Linked DNA regions of Zea mays: all the other regions are linked to region 4. The links are chromatin contacts, called in public Hi-C maps. All regions are on one chromosome and are shown on one strand. The core of a region is the stretch at or near the end of the contact, and the rest is flanking DNA. Distances in the headings are between cores, read along the strand shown. Region 1 holds the start of pho1 (starch phosphorylase1). Region 2 holds the start of LOC100191170. Region 3 holds the start of LOC100194005. Region 4 holds the start of LOC100272382 (Cyclic nucleotide-gated ion channel 2).

Region 1 (2,901 bases), core at 222-2,721, 160 kb after region 4:
GAGAACCCGAACGTCACCTGAAGCGACACACTTGCGGACGAAGTGCAGGTCAATCTCCACATGATTCGTGCGCTGATGCTACACGAGATTCGTGATGAGGTAGACAGCGCAGACGTTGTTGCAGTATACGATGGTGGCGCACTGAAGGGGCTGTGGAGCTCGTGGAGTAGCTGGCGCATCCAGGATGCCTCCACCACGTCGTTGGGCACAACACGGTTCTCGGCCTCTGCGCTGGAGCGGGAGATGACGGGCTGTCGCTTGGCGGCGCAGGAGACGAGGTTGGCGCCTAGGAACACGACATAACTAGAAGTGGACCGGCTTGTGTCGGGACAGCCAGCCCAGTCAACGCCAGTGTAGACCACGAGCTTCGACGTCGGGGATGGTCGAAGTAGGAGGTCGTAGTCGAGGGAGCCGGGGAGGTAGCGCAGGACTCGCTTGAGAGCGTTGAGATGGGGCTCCCATAGGGTGTGCATATGCAGGCACACCTGCTGGACTGTGTAGGCGATGCCGGGTCTGGAGAAGGTGAGGTACTGGAGCGCGCCGGTCAGGCTCCAGTAGGACGCCGCGTCGGTGACCGGGGGCCGTTGTCCTCAGAGAGCTTCGCCTGAGTGTCGACAGGCGTGGAGCAGTGCTTGCAGTCGGACATGTTAGCCCGCTCCTGGATGTCGATGGTGTACTGACGCTGGTGAAAAAAGAGATCCTGGAGCCGGTGTTTGGCGGTAATATCGAGGAAGTGATGTATTATAGTGAAAGAGTAGGAGGATAAAATATTACTTTAAGACCACAAATAAGCTAAAGTAAATTAGCATTGGTTACCTTATTTTAACTTATTTATGATAATAAAATAATATTTTACTCTCGTACTTTCTATCATAATCCAGTTTATATAATTTAGAAGAAGAACAAACGTGACCTTGACATCACCATGAACTGAATTATGCAAGGAGCCTCACATTCCGAGGCGGTCCTGCTGTTGAGTGTGTAGCGTAGTATCCATCACTCAAATTGATTCACCGTAGTCTTAACTCTTAAGGGATTGCTAGAGAACAGGCGAACTGCAACAAACTGAACAATGCTTGTCTTGTTTCCTGTTTCTTTCGTGTACGTCCCTTTTCATTTGGTCCGACTGACGCCCACAGTCCGCATTACCATACAAACAAATGATTGTAAAAAGGCCAAAATACTCTCGAAAAGGGACTTTCGAAAACAAAACAACAACAACAAAAGCATATAAAACAAAATGCTTTTGGAGAAGAAGCTTTCACGAAAGACGGCCGGACGTCGAGAAACATGACAAATAGTTTCAGAAAAGGAGGACGATTCTCCACCGTTGAAATGCGGGGGAAGGATACAAACCGACCGAACGGTACATGAACCACGCGGCCCCCACGGGCCAGCGGGCTCTGACGTGGGTCCACCGACCAGTAGCACAACACATGCACTGGCCACCGTCGGACCGAGGCACGGACACTTCACGCACCTTGCAGTTGCAGCGGCGGTGGCACGGCAACAGGGAGGAGAGAAGAGTGAGGAACTGAGGATAGAGATATTTTAAGCGCCCCTCGATTTCCTTCGCCTTGTCAACTAGCCCTCGCTCATCGCATCGCACGCATCGCACAGACACTCCACTGCACGCGCAGCAATGGCGACGACCACCTCGCCGCCGCTGCAGCTCGCCAGCGCCTCCCGCCCGCACGCCTCCGCCTCCGGTGGTGGCGGCGGAGGTGGGGTTCTCCTCGCTGGCGGTTCCGGAGGTGGGGTCGCGCCAGGTTGGGGTCGAGGGCGATTGCAGCGGCGGGTGTCAGCGCGCAGCGTGGCGAGCGATCGGGACGTGCAAGGCCCCGTCTCGCCCGCGGAAGGTACGTGGCTGCGCCCCCCCTGCCGGTCCCGGTGCTGGATGAAGTTTGGGTACCAATGCGATGCGGGTGTGTGATCCTTGTGTAGTGCGGTGCGTGCGCTGGTGGGCTCCCTGTTGCGGAACGCTCGTGAACTGCCGATGCGGCCACGCGGGTGGGGTTAACTGGGGCAGTGGCGGTGTTGTACGTGAGCATTGTCCGTCTTAGCTTTTTTAATACGTTTGCGGAATTTGCAAATGAACTTAAAAACGTTTTTCTCAGAATTCAGTAAAACTGGGATTGCTCTGATGGCATTTGCACCGAACAGTCCAACACCATGTGTATAGCGCAAGTTCGAAGAATTATGTGCGTGGTGAATCGAGAACTCTAATTTGTTTGTAGAATTGTGGAATATGGTAACTAGCAGAGTTGGGCACTGATGTGCTTCTAGGACTAGCGAATCATACCATAAAAGCAGAATAATCTGTGATACTCTGTAGGCGTAGGTAGCTGCAAATAAGCAGAAAACACCTTACCATTAAATTTCAACCATACATATATTGTTGCAGGTAATAGAAATGTGTGTGCCATATGTAGGTGGCTGTGCAATGATTTTCATGCAATTACAACTGCTTCGATGACCTTTCCTTTATTGAGAATGTAAATTGCATACCATGTAGGTAAAAATTTAAGATCCTAAAATTATGTCTTGCAATACAGGGCTTCCAAGTGTGCTAAACTCCATCGGCTCATCTGCCATTGCATCAAACATCAAGCACCATGCAGAGTTCGCTCCCTTGTTCTCTCCAGATCACTTTTCTCCCCTGAAAGCTTACCATGCGACTGCTAAAAGTGTCCTTGATGCGCTGCTGATAAACTGGAATGCGACATATGATTATTACAACAAAATGAATGTAAAACAAGCATATTACCTGTCCATGGAGTTTTTACAGGTGACACAACCTTCTTTCTCTAACCTCACTATTCATATTTTGCTAATTGAGTCCTTATGTTAATTGGTAATTGCTGTTTTCTATGTTTAGGGAAGGGCTCTCACAAATGCTAT
Region 2 (2,842 bases), core at 201-2,700, 190 kb after region 4:
TCACCGGACGTGTCTAGTGCATCGCCGGATGGCTCACCGAACGAGGCACCTAGAGAGCATTTTAAACCTGCACTTCATGCACTAGACGTGTATGGTGAAACATCGGATAACGAACTTAGAGAGCATGTCAAATATACACTTCGGTTCTACATGCATCAAACGTGTCTGGTGGTATTTTTGGTGTGCACTAGATATATGATAGATGTAATGGCTAGTTTATTAACATTGAGATTGTTGTCATTGGGAAGGCACTAGACGTGTCTAGTGCAAGGACCAGCGACGCACCTGACATGTCATGTCAGGTGCTTTAGATTTTTGTCCTCCAAAAGGAAAATGTTGGATTTCAAATTGAGGGTATAAATAGACCTCTTTGGTCAGCTTTGGCTAGCACCCCTTCACTCATTACACTTGATAACACCTCTTGGGATGATAACATAAACAAACTCCACTCGCTTTCATCTTACAAATCATCATTTGGGTGAGACTGGAGAGCTTCTAGTGTATCTCATATAGTTGTTACATCTTGTGGTACTAGTTGAGCGGATTGGGCCGGTTCTACTCTTGTTACTCTTGGTGATTGTCGTCACCGATATGGCCTAAAGTTTATGGGATCGATAAGCGAGTATTGGACATTGTTGTCGGCTTCAATAATCTATTATGAGGGCTCTTGTTCTCATTACCCATAGGAGATTCAAAAGAGCAATGTCTAGTAAAATCATGGCTTGTTTGAGTGTCTCTTTAATGTGATTCTTATGACACTCTTATTGTCGGCTTGACGTGTGACGTCAATTAGCGTGTTGTTGGCGATTCTTATGTCAATTGGATTTTACTCCGCAAGAGCACAGAAACCAAATGTATCCTTTCACCGAGAGTATTCTAGGTGTCGTATTTTTCGCAGGAAAGCGGCACGCTAGAGATAAACTAACTCAAACTTGAATGAGTTGTAAACTTGATAAATATATACACTAGTATTTAGACGGGCTAAGTATGTATTCCAAAGATAGAAAACTATGTGTATGGGAAGAAATAGATAGAGACCCGAGGTTAGTTTATAATTAGTTTTATAATTAGCCTATATGTAATATATGTAATTATCGTTCAAACATTCGATGTGACATGAACAAAAAAATTTAATTCGCCAAATTGTTACTCCACAAACATACCATTATCATTTTTTTTCCTTATATTCCTTGCCAAAAAAGTGAATATTCTAGCTGTACTGCACAGCACGCGCGGCCTTTTGTTTTAATTTTATTACAGCCAATTCCTTCCGTCGGAAGAGTTCTCTGACTAAAATGTCACCTTTGCCCCTCACCCACTGAAGACGCGACCGTGACCGCGAGAAAGTTCCAAAAATACCTAGCCTACCCTAGCCTCCGACGCGTCTGCCCCGGACACCGATAAAAAATCTTGACAGCAACGCTTCGTTGATAAAATTAACCTACCCCGAACAAAACAACGCGGCGGCACCACACTAAAAATCCACCACTCCCGAGCAGCAGCAGCACGCTGCTACAAAAGGCACGAGCACAAGCAAGGCAAACCCTCTAGCGAGAGCTTGCTAGCCACACCAGTGACAAAGAGTATACTCGCCCGATCCCGCCGCGCGCCGCAGCTAGAGCCTAGAGCTAGGAGGTCGATCTGATCGCATCGGCCGGGGTCTGCCGCCCTGCCCATGGCCGGCGCCGCCGGTGACAGGTCGGAGGAGGACGTCGGCGCCGACTGGCCGTTCGGTGGCGTCGACGCCTTCACGGAGTACTCATCCTTTTTCGCGGAGCCCGGCTGGCCGGGCGGCCTAGCCGGGGAACTCATCCCGGTGCTGGATCTGCCCGAGGCAGCAGCACCGCTGCCCGCCCAACTGTCCACGGAGCCATCGGAGGAGCCTGCGCCCGCCAGGTCGGGGGACGCCGGCGCGTCGTCGAGCTCGAGCGGGGACGGCGCCGCGCCGGGGAACGGCGACGGCGACGACGATCGGAAGGCGGCGCCGGCCGCCGAGGCAGCGTAAGTGCACGCGCGGCAGCTTCTGCACCTAAGGTAGCATACGCCGGCGAGCGGCAGGCAGCAGCAGCAGGGCTATAGTTTCGGAGCACCACCGCGTGAAGGTAAGCGAGACTCCGCAACGCGTTTGTGCACCGCGCGTCCGGGACGGGACGGGACGGGAGGGGCAATCTCGTCAAATACCAGCGGGCGCGGGCGGCGGCACATGTCCACGCAGATCCGCGATTTGCGTGCGCGGATTGACCCAAGTTTCACGCGGTTTCATTTGTTTTCTTCCCCGTCTATCTACTCTGTTCTGCCTTTTATTTTTAATTCTGCGTGCTGCATTTCCGTATATATACTGTTCACGTCTCCGTATGCATATGCACGAGATTGTTTTGTTTTGTTCTGTTCGGATTCGAACGCAGTCTGTGCATCTTCATTCGCGTGTGTCAAATAGATCCAAATCAACGGTTTCATTTCAAAGGTGCATGTGGTCAAACTAATGGATCATATATATACACTCCAAAACCTGCTCCAAAATTTGTTCATCGAAGAGAAGGGAAAAGTACGCATGCGGCATACATGTATCTGTCATGTGTATGTCTACGACTCATCTAGCTATGTGTCTATGTTCTAGCGCGGGGCGACGGATGGAGAGGTTTTGTGCTTTCCTCCTCGCTCCCACCGTCCTTGCTGATCTGTATGCTGTCATCAGCAACGCTGGCGGCGAGCGGCGTCCGGTGGGCCGCGGTGCGGCCGGACGGCGTGTGTGGTCACGTCGTCTGCCCGCCGTCCTGGTCCTGGTCCTGCCCCTGCCATGATCAGCCGACCAATTTCCTTGTCTTACCTACCTTTGCCATGT
Region 3 (2,700 bases), core at 169-2,668, 160 kb before region 4:
ATGGGGCACAAAACATGAACTAAAGTAATGAACAGATACTACTTGTTAATTGTTAATTCTACTGGCATAAGCACAAAAACAATGCAGACATATTGTGTAGACAGTTTGAAGATGTTCAGGTATACATTGCCATCTAAAATTGATGCTCCAATAAAGAACAAAATATGGAACTTTTGGAAGGAAGCACAAATGAACAGCTACATTATATCAAACACAGGCTAACAGTGGCCAAAAGAAGTCATTAAAGAGTATGGGTTTCATTGACTAATTACCAAGTTAACAAGCCTGCTGCCTGCACTAATGAAGCCCCGATTCACATTCCCACCCCGGCATATAGCCAAGTGGATTATGTGACCTTCCCAGCACAGCACACCAGCAGGATGTTTGTGAGCCCCGCAAGACAAGCAAGCACAATGCGTATCTTCAGTTCTTCACTGTGTCGAACCAAATGGATACCTCAACCTGCTTAAGTGGACGAGCAGCCAATAGTAACCTGCTGTGCTGAATGCGCTCGCGAGAAATTACCTGCCCATCAAATGATTAAGACACTGCAGTGAGTAAGGTAAAAGATCTAAGGAACAAGATGCACAATGCGTTGTGTCACACACACACACAAAATGCAAGATCGATACACGCTACCCCTTTCCATGATCAAGCAAACACGCAGAAGATCAAAAGAAACATGACAGAAGGCCCAAAACAACGAAAAAGAATCTATACATGTGCAGCTGTTTGGATGCCAACTCGCGAGACTGGAAGTGAAGAAGAGAAGACAAGTCAACCCCCGACAGTTGAACGCACTTGATAAATCCTAAGAACCAGTTCCCTCACAACTGGGCCTATCATTACCAAACGTGGAAACCGAAAGGCCGCGAAGGTTAGATGCAATTAACAGCTTCCTGCCGCCAATCGAACCCGAATTTGACACGCGAACTAACTGCAGCAGAAACCCAATCTCTAGAAAAGAAAAGAAAAGAAAACGGAACCTTGGACGGCTCAAAGAAGAAAGGAAAGAAAAAAAAAGGCGGAAAAAAGCTGCGTCTTTTTCACAAGAAGCGAGCTAAGACCAGCGGAGTAAAAATTTTCACCTCATCCACTCTTGGCGCTGCGCTGCAACGGGTTGAGCCTGACAACCCTGAGCATCCGGCGCACGAACAGCCTAGCTGGCAACAGCACGCCCATGGCCCGCTACGCCAAGCAGGAGCGCGCGCCCAAACCTTGGCAGGTCCCCCCAAGTCGCCGGCCGAGGTGGGATTCTTGCGGGAGAAAGGAGCAAATTCCACGGGCGGGGAGCAATCGAGCTCGACGCACGGAGGAATTGCGGCGGATCCGGGATGGGGGTCGGGGAAGGAATTGGATCTGATGGGCCAGGGAGGCGGACTGGGGGAGCGAGAGGGAGCGAGAGCAAGAGGAGAGAGAGCGAGAGAGAGAGGAGGAGGAGGAGGAGGAAGTGCGTACTGCTGCTGGGTTCTTGTTCTTGTTTTGTCTGGACAAACGACTGCGTGGTTTTCTCACTCCTTTCTCTCTTCCTTTTGGGGTTTTTGGATGGGTGTTGTTTGGTTATGTGCTCTGCCTACTACTGCCTCTGGCTTTCTCTCTGCCTCTGTGGGGGCGTTGCCTACTGCCTCTCTCTTTTGCTCTCTCTCTCTCTCCTCTGAGGAAGGGAATGGAACGAGACCTTGTATCTAAACTACGTGCAAGGACAGGCAGATTTGTTGACATCTGGTCTTTGTATTCTCTCTCTCCTCTGCTGATCCTCGCCCACTTTTATCCCCCCATCTCTACGCTCCCCACCCATTCCTCGCCAGAATAAATGGAAATAAAACAGACAGACACTTGTTTTCCCACCCCCCACCTGCTGGTGTCTCCATCAGAATTTTTTCCCTCCGGAACTACTAGCCATGGGATCCTTAGATCTAAATTTTATTCCGGTCACTTTGAATGTTTGAGGCTGATTTTTAGAAAGGCTAATTATAATATTATCGTAAAACTTGTCGTACAAGTCGTGACTAGTTTATAAGATAAATTTATCAACCTAATCGATTCATAATTCAAGGATGTAAATATACACTAGTCGTAAATTAATTATTAGCCAATATTGTATATATATATATAGGCAATGTATCCTGTGTAAAAGGTTCTCATGTGTAAACATGCTAAAACGCCTTAACAACCTTTGGATCCAGAATCAAAGGCTAATTTTAATCCCACCTAACCACCACCGCACCAGATTACTAGGAGGGGTTCTTTAGAAAAAACACAAGATTATCAGGTGGGATTAAGATTAGCCTTTGATTCTGGATCCAAAGGTTGTTAAGACGTTTTAGCATATTTAGAACCTTTTACACAGGATACGTTCTCATATATATATATATATATATATATATATATATATATATATATATATATATATATATATATATATATATATATATATATATATACACTAAGTGGCATCTGACCACACGATGTGACCCCACTAAACTCTAGTGAAGTACGTAGTATCACACCACGCATTCTACATCATCGGCCGTGGTAGCTGAAATAACCAACCTGTTTCAATAAAACTGGAACGAAAATAGCCAGCTGATTTAAAAAAAAAACGTGTCGTGATTATCTCCGTGTTTCCCTCGGTGGCCGTAGAAAGACAACAAAGGACTCCGTCCGGAGGCGATCGCGATCGCGACTCGTCATGAGAGA
Region 4 (2,860 bases), core at 285-2,784:
TCCGCAAGTCCGCATGATTGGGTGATATATATCTCCAAATCCTACCGCCGCCAATCATTGCGTCACGCCATTATCGATCCGTACCCTTCATTAGTTCCGTAAGCCCTTGAGACTCTTACCGCCACCTGAATTCTCCTCCATCCCAGCAATCACTGCGGGTCATGGTCTTGGGATCCCCCCTTGATCTTTCAAGAAACTGCAGCCTCCCTGCTGCCACTGTGCCACACACATGCGTGCCAATGCCAGCGTACTGGAACATCACCCAGCATTACACGTCAGCTCACTGCTGGGCGCTGTTGTACGTACCTGCAGCGTACGTACTCGTGTGCCCTACACACCGCTGCAATTGTCTCAGAACGAGGCAATAGGCATGTCCACAATTTTGGGGGGCGTTTGATCCCTCTGACCCTCACCTACAGTGCTACAGCAGCGTCTGGGTGACAAGAAAACGGTACGCTGAGTTCGGATGCCATCGTCGGCAGGGCAGCTGACCTGCGGGATGGGGAGGATGACGAAGAGGTCGAAGCAGAGGCCCTTGACGGAGCGTGCGTAGTGCGCGGCGACGGCGCGGGCGTCCCACACGAGCTTGCCGCACCCGACGACGAGGGACTCGCGGGAGACGTAGGCGAGGCGGAGCTGCAGGAGCACGTGCGCGAGGTGCGCCACGTCGGCGCAGGTCCGCAGCGCCGTGACCGCGGAGGCGAGCCCGGCGTCCATGTAGAGGCAGGGCTGGCCAGCGCGGCCGATGGAGAGCGCGTAGAAGAAGAGCGGGTCCACCGCCAGCGCGGCGGCGCGGCCCAGCAGGATCCAGCGGTTCCAGCGCTGCACGCGCCTGCTCCGCGGGTCCAGCACGGGCCCCAACAGCCACCGCGCCGCGTGCCGCTGCCGCGGCGCCGCCGCCGCCGCCGCCGCCTGCGCCTGGCCCTGGACCGGCACGAGCGAGGACCCCGCGTCGGCGTCCCAGTCCGGCGAGTGCACCTGGTCGCACGTCGTGGAGTGGAACGCCGGCACCCCGGGCTGCGTGCACGCGTAGCACTCCCCGCCGGACGGCCCACCCGCCGACGACCGCCCGCTCATTCCGCCGCTGCCTCCGGCCTCCTCGTCCCGCGCCACCTGGTCCGGGCTCCCCTGGTCTCCACCACCACCACCACCACACGCTCGCGCGAGAAGCCTTTGCCCATGAAATAAACAAACAAACAACAGACACCACGGTTCAGGATAGGCACTCCGATGTCCGATCGGAAGTCGAAACCATTGGCGCAAACTCGAGGAACTCGGTTCCTCCAAGGCTCGCAGTGATGACTGGACCTCGCGGGGAGGGAGCGGCGGAGGAATGCGAGGCGAGGCATCTCGTCCCGACCACGGCGGGGACCATGAAAAGGCGGCTCCGCTAGTTAGGCGCGCGCGCCGGCGCGATGGAGGGAGGCGCGGTCCAGCAGCTAGTGAGCGGCGGAGCGGACAGCGGAGCTAGCCTGCTGCTGGCGTCGCGCTCGGCGTGGGATGTGGTGGATCAGTGCCAGTGGATGGAGGCAAGTAGTAAAGAGGAGAGAGGTGAAGGGTACAAGTACAAGTGTGCCGGGGCCCAAGGACATGCCGACGTGGCGCGTACGTGCACCGTCACCGATATACCCTTCGCTTCGCGGCCTACACACCTACCGGATTGACGGGAGCGTTTGTTCGTAGTGGGGCGGGCCTCGTAGCCATAGCTAAGCGGCACGTCGATCTACGGGAAACGAACGTTCTGTGGTGGCGCGATCAGGCGGCAACCGTGATCCGGTGCCCGCGGTGCTTTGCAGCGGGACTTGAGCCCGAGGTCCATGCATTGGTTAGGTAGGTCCACAGACTGGACGGTGGGGCGACCGGGAGCCTGCCTGGGCCTGAAATGGTTATCATCTGTGAAAGCTTCTATTATCTTTTTTTAATATATATAGCGGAAAACTTTTACTTTTTTACATGGTCAGTGCACTGCAGCTCTACATTTTTATTTTTGCGCTGCCTTTTTAAAGAGAGAATACAAAATGTTGATACGTTGCTCACAATCACTGCAGAAGGCAATATTGGGTCTGTTTGGTTGGTTTCTCTCGCCAACCTGGTTGTGTGAGCCAGGATGACTGGAGCCTGACTCTGGAGATGCGACCAATCTGCTCGTATCTGGTGAGCCTGGCCCAAGGTGCTTTAAGGATCGTGCGAGTCTGGATCCAAATCTACATGCAGGCAACCAAACACAGAGCTCGCACGCGTATAGCCTGGCTCACAGCAACCAAACAGTAGCTACCCGCATCCCGCGATGCAAGCACGCGCAGATGCAGACAACCAAACACACCCATTAAGAACCTAATATGAGTACCTAGTGCTACGGCTTCCCCCTTTGTACTGACACTCTAGGTCTGCCCCACGCGCTCCAATTGGTTCTCCCGCGTAGGTACCACACAGTGCAGAAAATAGTGTAAACCAAGCACTCAAACCTGCACCCCCTTGCTCCAGAAATTTGAGGCTAACAACCAAACCACACATACCTTAGTGTTTAGAAATAAATAATAATTATATAACAACCGTAGCAAAGCATGAGCAACTGGTTAGTCATTGCAGAAGGCCAAAATGATTGTTTTAGAGTAACTCCATGTCTCCAACCACATGCCTAACATAACCACTACTTTTTATTTGAGCCCATAGGAACATCCCTACCTTGTTGTAGATGGTACCAATCTGACTCGGCACGAGATCTCTTCCGCGAGGACGAGTCCAAGTCCGTTTGGACCGAGATGGTGACCGAGTCCCTTCTCGATGAAGGAGTGGAAAGATACCTTGGAACTCGTCCTGTCAACGACTCTGACTCCCCTAAGAATGCCCTGGTGCAACC

The links. Hi-C and Micro-C count contacts between places; a contact is called where the count stands out from the background.
Region 1: a Hi-C map of leaf shows a contact between it and region 4, with 8 times the contacts expected there. The contact joins the promoter of pho1 here to the promoter of LOC100272382 in region 4. A contact is called at or near these places in 11 of 25 Hi-C or Micro-C datasets (bundle sheath, ear, endosperm and 2 more) and 1 of 3 datasets of contacts at active chromatin or transcription factors (leaf).
Region 2: a contact with region 4 is called in a Hi-C map of leaf, with 5 times the contacts expected there. The contact joins the promoter of LOC100191170 here to the promoter of LOC100272382 in region 4. A contact is called at or near these places in 3 of 25 Hi-C or Micro-C datasets (ear and leaf).
Region 3: a Hi-C map of leaf shows a contact between it and region 4, with 6 times the contacts expected there. The contact joins the promoter of LOC100194005 here to the promoter of LOC100272382 in region 4. A contact is called at or near these places in 5 of 25 Hi-C or Micro-C datasets (leaf and tassel).

The regions. Positions count from the first base shown.
Region 1 is chr1:284,927,984-284,930,884 of Zm-B73-REFERENCE-NAM-5.0, reverse strand. pho1 (starch phosphorylase1) reads left to right here and starts at 1,471. Exons shown (of 15, transcript NM_001309854.1): 1 at 1,471-1,859; 2 at 2,556-2,788; 3 at 2,879-2,901. The coding sequence starts at 1,643.
Region 2 is chr1:284,895,496-284,898,337 of Zm-B73-REFERENCE-NAM-5.0, reverse strand. LOC100191170 reads left to right here and starts at 1,450. Exons shown (of 4, transcript NM_001136605.1): 1 at 1,450-2,001. The coding sequence starts at 1,676.
Region 3 is chr1:285,248,532-285,251,231 of Zm-B73-REFERENCE-NAM-5.0, reverse strand. It overlaps LOC100194005, which reads right to left and starts at 1,418. Exons shown (of 5, transcript NM_001359363.1): 1 at 1,089-1,418; 2 at 273-525.
Region 4 is chr1:285,087,355-285,090,214 of Zm-B73-REFERENCE-NAM-5.0, reverse strand. It overlaps LOC100272382 (Cyclic nucleotide-gated ion channel 2), which reads right to left and starts at 1,534. Exons shown (of 7, transcript NM_001357632.1): 1 at 1,309-1,534; 2 at 493-1,171. The coding sequence starts at 1,349.